Linked DNA regions of Zea mays: region 2 is linked to region 1. A link is a contact called in public Hi-C data. All regions are on one chromosome and are shown on one strand. The core of a region is the stretch at or near the end of the contact, and the rest is flanking DNA. Distances in the headings are between cores, read along the strand shown.

Region 1 (3,446 bases), core at 30-2,529:
TACAATTAGGCTGGTCCAAACACAGAATTTAAATATTTCATAATCAAGTCTATCCAACCGAAGGGCAGGTCTGGTGCAGGGGTGAGAGTTGTCTCACTGAGTCACCAGGTCGCAGGTTTGCAGCAGCCTCTCCGTATTTACGGAGGGAAGGCTTGCCTCGGTTTATCCCTTCCCCAAACCCCACTCATGTGGGAACCTCCAACACAAGGTTTGCCCTTTTTTAATCAAGTCTATTCTCTATTGCTCCAAATGCAAGCTTCAGGTACAAATGTAACACACATGAGAGGGTCCAATAAACCATAATTCTGTACAATGTACATAGCATTAAGTTTGCACAAATAATTGCCAAAAACATTTGGAACCAAACAGATCATGGGACCTAACAACCTTTAACAACGCTTAGTATGAACGCACCAGAACTCTGCCTCCATATTCCACGAGGCACAACCAACTCCAGGTAAGATTTCCTCATTTCCATCAACAAACATAAGACAATCCCATTCAGTACAGACACATGGTAGCATTCAGATATTGGCACAAACCGTACACACACACACAAAAATATGTATCTATCTGCATAAACAGATAAACCCATGAAAGTTTTCACAAAGTTGAAGGAAGTCAGTCAGTCACAAGATAAAATTTGACTGAGTTACAGGAAAAATAGTATCTTTCGCCAAAACCAAATGAGTTGTATTAAATATGGATAACTGCGTAACCAGTAAGAGCCTTCCCTCTTCTCCTACTAACAACTGCTACAAGGATTTGCAGAGTCACATAATAATGTGCATGCTTTTGATCCGAACCCACTCACAGAAGGCAATCGTCGGTACGAAATTCGCACAATGACTTAGAGTCACGGCTTCCACAAGCAGAAAACTAGGCCAGTGGGATCTACGACCCCCCTAAAAATCAAATCTAAGCGCATCGGCTCCTACGGACCAATATCAGCATCTAGGAAACTAGACAAGCTCAGAAGGCGATCTCATAAACTCACTGTCCAAGAAGCCGGCGAGGGAGGTGGAGAGGAGGATGTCGTCGGGCGCGGACCAAGACATCTCGCGGATCCCAAATCCGGCTGCAGAAACCGGAGCTGATGGCCTCAACCCGCCGCGGATGGGATCGGAGATGCTTCTACAGCTTGGAACCAAGCTGCTTAGCGGGGCCCCGAGGGAGAACCACTGCTAGGGTTCGCGTGGGAGTGGAGTGCTCTCGCGTGACGGAAGCAGGGAGGAGCAGAGTTTGGTAGTTGAGCAGATCGAAAGGGTTTGGGTACTTGATACGCGGCCACGCGGGGAACCGAGGAGATCCTAATCCTTTTAGGCTTGCGTTTTTCTTATTTCAAACAACCAGATATTCGAAATATTGATGGACAAATGAGCTGTGTGCCTGTATCTTGTGGACCCGTCTAATACATAGCTTATTTAATAGTGTTGCAAAAAATCGTGGTCCGGCGCAACACGATTTATATTGGGTTTGTACTGACCCGGTAGGAGAGTTATGTTGTGCTTAGGCTGCTGTCATATAGTAATATTTTTTTATTTTTAAAATGATGTGTATATATAGCGGTAATTGTGTTGACTACCCTACTTTGTGACAGCACCGTAGATTTACCCCTCTTTTTTATGGTTTGTGCTAGTGCCGTTGTTTTTTGAAAATAAAGGTACCATTTGCCCCTATTTCGTTAACACTACTTAATGGTGTTACATCTTAAAGAAGAAGACCAATCTACCCTTACATATATGCCCCTCTTTAGTACTGATGCATGTATTGTTTGAACATAATTTAGAACTAGTTAATGGCACGTGCCAGCGTGCGTGGAAATTAAATACTTATTTATGACTTAATCGTAGATACGGGACAATATATTATACATTCTCTTTAAGGGGGAAAATGTTTCATTTCCCTTCTAACAATAGAAAAAAAATTGGAAACTAATGATGAGAAGAAGAAATAGAAAAATCAATATATAATTAGAAGTTCTAAACCTTTATGAATGTTAATACAGGTAAACAGTTATTACCTCTAAGAATCAACTGATGTTGATTTAGAACTTGCTTATTATGTTGTTGTGCTAAATTTGTATTTCTATGTGAATCTACAATATATATTGTTACTCCAAGGTCAGCGGTAGGGATTGGTGCAACGGTCTCTATCTATGATCCTCATCAGTTATGGGCAATAAATCCGAGGCGGAGGCATGATTGGAGGTTCCATGCATTATTGACCGCCTTTTATCTTGGTTAGTCATAGCCTCAATATTAGAGTCGTCTTTCATGTCCTACGAAGGCCACCCTTCTTAGAATTATGGAGGCAAATGCATGTAGGCTTTGAGTGGTGTAACATTAGATAAACACATGCATATTGTACACAAAATCTATATATGGGTTAAACGAGGCCCACATATAATATAATCCTTATTAGAATTATGAAGGCGGATGTAGATATACTTTGAATGATATAACATTAGATAAACACATGCATAGTACACACAATTCCAAAATGGACCCAAACCAAAAAGCTAGCAGCATCGTAATAGAATAAAGTAATATATGCATAGGTAGTGAGAATAAACATAGTACTTGTCAGTGCTTTGACCCGAGTGTCCTAATCAACAAGTGAGTTTGTGATGTGTGTCCCTATTCAGATGTGTAATGCAAAAAGACACGAGATTTATCGTGGTTCAGGCAAGAGAAGGCCCTACTTCCAGCGAGGGGATGAGACTTATATTATCTTGCACGTAGGTGCTCATATTAGGGGATACAAGCTAGTTGAGAGATGAAGCAGGTCCCAAGTCTCTAGTTGTGATTGAGGTCGATGCCAATATCAGGAGTGGAGTGAGCGGTCAAGTGTTTTGTGATGAGAACAGTGGCTTGGTGGTAGACTTGTCGAAGCAATAGAGCTCGAAGGTTGTAGCCTTGGCTGTTGGTGTTGGACATGTTCTGGGATATAGGGAAAATGATACAAATATGTATGGAAGACCTCTTTCGGCTGATTCTGTCGTGCTTCGACAAGCTCATTCTGCTTTTGTATAGCCACTTGGCAACTTTTCATAGTATGACCTTTGTTCTCATAGAAAAGACAAAACAACTTTCTTGGTTGTGCATTGAATCCAGGGTTTACTCTATCGATAGGTGAAAATATTAGAGGTCAGTGATAAACAGGATTATCAGGTTCATCAGATTTCCATCGGCGATAAGTAAATTTTTTCGGTACAAATTTGAAAAATGCTAGTTTATCTACAATATCATGTAGACTGTATCTAGACATTTAACAAAATAAAACAACACATTAGCACATTCATAGTCCACACATTTATAGTCCATTCATAGTTCACACATTCGTAGTTCACACATTTATCATCCACTCATAGTTTACACATTCATAGCTTACACATTTATAGTCCACTCATAGTTCACATTAGCACATTATATAGTATCGCATAC
Region 2 (3,684 bases), core at 359-2,858, 140 kb before region 1:
TCATCAGTTATTCATAAAGCTATTTGCTACACACCCTTAACCAAACTTAAAATCAATATTACATTTACTCTCGTCAATTATTCAAGGGCATATGCAAGTACAATTCCCATATCATAGCTGTGGACTGTGGTTCACTGTTCTGCTTTGTAACTTTCAACCTATAACCTTACATTAACAGCGGTGATACAAAAAAGGGAAATAGCACACCTAACAATTAACCAATGGCAGTGATCCTATGAAAGGTGAAAAAACACGAGTAGAGATAGACCAAGTTCTACGGTTCAGAATAATGACCAGGGAGGCATCACAAAATACAATTGACATTCACAGAGATATCCTATGTGCATTGTTTCACAGGTCATATGACAATTGACAAGGCAAATGGGCAATGGAAGAATATGTAGTGGTAGTGCCTTACCTGAACTTTTGCCCCTACCCTGATTGTATGCCATCTCTTCATCATCAGACTCTGAATCATCATCTTCACTGTCTGAATATCCCATAACCTGTCAGTAGATACTAACATGAATTGTGCAAGAGGATAAAATTTGTGTACTGTCTGTCATCGTCTTGTGGATCATTACCATGTTACCATCATCGTCCTCCTCCAAGAAACCATCCTCATCTGAACTTTGAAGTGAATCGCTCCCAGAATCACTGTCACCCCTATCTTCCCCACACACATCACTGAGAAAAATATTTAAGGAAAAGCAGAGTCCCCAAGAACAAAGAAATCCTGCAGCAATCTACTACAAAGAAAGGTAAGCGTCTGATGCCTTCCAATAATCAATCTACAACGGAGATAGATAATAAATTGATGCTAAGACAGCAAAGGATACGTCATGTAGTATCCAGCGAGGTGGATGCTCCTTGGCCCAATCACTGAGAAGGTGACTTCCTCCTCAAATTCTAGCTCCAGGTGGCATGTCTCCGACTGCTCCGGCATGAGGACGCAAAGAAAAACGGGATCTCTGTTCTCGGCACTGCACTGTAGCACACACCTCTTCACGCCGGTAGCCTTCTCCCCCTTGCCGACCTCAACCCCTAGCGTCGCCTGCGTTGCCATTTGCCAATCCAAAGAAAATCACATTTCCCACAACCACAACACTAGATATAAGATACAACTGTAAGCCTCCTAAATACGACGTGATAAACCCGTTGGCCATCAAATTGTAAGAGGAGACATTGAGGAGAAGCGGACCTGGGTGAGGCGCAGGCGGCCGGCGAAGTCGCCATGGGTGAGAGTGTAGGGCTTCCCGGGCTTCACTTCCACACCTGCGAATCACGCAATAGTCCGGTCGGACCAACAGAATCAAGCACAATGGAAATTGGCAGCAACATCGGTAGCCCCGGAAACGATTCTTACCCCAGAACGACGACATGGTTGCGGCGGCTCGGCTAACGAATGCTTCACGCGGCGAGCGTATCAGTGGGAAGGAGCTAAAGGGGAAAGGGGTTGATATGGGTGGGGGTGTGGAACAGTCGAAGCTTCGAGGAGGTAGAGGAAGAGGCGATCGGGCGGGGAGCGGAGGAGGGAGCGGAGCGTAGCGCCGCGCGAGAAACCCTAAACTGGGGTTTAGGGATGCGCCGGCGGAGGCAAGTGGGGAATGGGGGGGTGTGAAGTGTGAGGCTCTTGTAACGTCTACTATACCTTTTGTTTCAGTGTATGCCTGAGCACTTTGAATTGGGCCGGTTGGCACGTTAAGGCCCGTTTTGGACGATAAATGCTTCGCCACTCTACAAAGCTCGTTTTGTGTACACGCAACTGCGTGAAAATTTGATCAGTTCCGAACTGGAAAAGTGGAAAGTTTCTGTCTGTATGGTTGCACATCTATCCGTGATCAATTTAGGTCTCTTTTGATTAATTTTAGGGGAAAATGAAAAGCGTAGGATTCTCGTTCTTGTGCATGAGTTATCGTGATGTCATTTAGGAACATGAACAACATACTATTGAGTCAATTTATCAAAGTCATTCCAGCACTTGGACCTTTTCTTCATGTTGCTACCACTAGCATCAGGATCAGCAGCCTAATCAGGATTAGGGACTGCGCTGGCGGGCTTGTGGATTCGGTGCCGGTGCCAATTTGAGAGCCGGCAACACTATCAACCTCAATAGAATCTTCATGGGTGTCACCAAACCCCAGAAAGTACCTAGTATCCTGCGCCTCATTGTGGTCCTCAAGCTGACGCTCCTCCTCTGTAGTCGTGACCCTGACTTCGACCAAGAGCCCGAGGAGCTTTAAACCGGCTAGAACTGCCGCCTCTGGTTCCTCAACGACTGCAATGCACCAAAAATACAATTAAACTAAATTATACAAAGAGGATGGATGCACATTAGATGAGTAGAGATGGACCTTTCAAAGCCGGAGCATCAGAGACGACGACAAAGAGGCTGATTGCTAGCTAGGAGGATTATTGTGCTTAAGTACAAATGTACAATGCTGGTTACCATAGACCTCGACAATACCGGCTCTGGTTCTCCTAGTCGGGCCGCCCTGAGCCACAGCCGTGCCGCGCCGTCGCAGCTTCCGCTCGCAGCAGCTCCCAGTCGTGCCGCGGTGGCGAGCTCGCGCTGCCGCACGATGGGCAAGAGCGGGCGGTCGGTGATGTCTTCCTGCAGGGTGGCGAGTCGGTCCGACAGGGCGTTCTCCTGGTGCACCGTCCGGCTGTGGAGGTCGTTGATGAGAGCACCTAGAGAGGGGTGAATAGGTGATCCTATGTAACTTGAAACTTAAGCCACAAAAAATTTGGTTAAGCGTTAGCACAATAATCGCCAAGTGGCTAGAGAGGAGTCTCAACAAAACACAATAACCACAAGAGATCAATCACAGAGATGGCACGGTGGTTATCCCGTGGTTCGGCCAAGACCAACGCTTGCCTACTCCACGTTGTGGCGTCCCAACGGACGAGGGTTGCAATCAACCCCTCTCAAGCGGTCCAAAGACCCATTTGAATACCACGGTGTTTTGCTTGCTTTTCTTTATCCCGTTCGCGAGGAATCTCCACAACTTGGAGCCTCTCGCCCTTACACTTGAAGTTCACAAAGAAGCACGGAGTAAGGGAGGGATTAGCAACTCACACAAGACACAAAGATCACAGCAAATACGCACACTCAAGACCCAGACTTAAGCTCAAAAAACTAGCACACTAGAACTGAGCTTAAATCACTAGAATGTTGAACAAGTGCGCAAGAATGGAGTGTGAGTGATCAAGAGTGCTCAGGGAATGCTTGGTTTTCTCCTCCATGCGCCTAGGGGTCCATTTTATAGCCCCAAGGCAGCTAGGAGCCGTTGAGAGCAATCCGGGAAGGCAATTCTTGCCTTCTGTCGTCTGGCGCACCGGACAGTCCGGTGCACCACCGGACACTGTCCGGTGCGGATCTCTTTCCTTATTTGGCGAAGCCGACCGTTGGCGCCTTGGAGCCATTGGCGCACCGGACACTGTCCGGTGCACACCGGACAGTTCGGTGCCCCCTCCCGACCGTTGGCTCGGCCACGTGTCTCGCGCGGATCGCGCAGTCGACCGTTGGCCCGGTCGACCGTTGGCTCACCGGACAGTCCGGTGCACACCGGACAATCCGGTGAATTATAGCCGTACGTCGTTAATTTATTCACGAGAGCGGCAAGTTCGCCTGAGCCAGCCTGGCACACCGGACACTGTCCGGTGCACCCAGACAGAGCTGGC

What was found. A called contact is a pair of places that touch in the nucleus more often than the background predicts.
Region 2: a contact with region 1 is called in a Hi-C map of leaf, with 7 times the contacts expected there. The contact joins the promoter of LOC103641695 here to the promoter of LOC100280029 in region 1. A contact is called at or near these places in 3 of 25 Hi-C or Micro-C datasets (ear, leaf and tassel).

The regions. Positions count from the first base shown.
Region 1 is chr10:122,587,379-122,590,824 of Zm-B73-REFERENCE-NAM-5.0, reverse strand. It overlaps LOC100280029, which reads right to left and starts at 1,279. Exons shown (of 5, transcript NM_001152973.1): 1 at 415-1,279. The coding sequence starts at 595.
Region 2 is chr10:122,728,140-122,731,823 of Zm-B73-REFERENCE-NAM-5.0, reverse strand. It overlaps LOC103641695 (peptidyl-prolyl cis-trans isomerase FKBP53), which reads right to left and starts at 1,608. Exons shown (of 12, transcript NM_001346763.1): 1 at 1,367-1,608; 2 at 1,202-1,275; 3 at 840-1,054; 4 at 585-687; 5 at 419-506. The coding sequence starts at 1,382.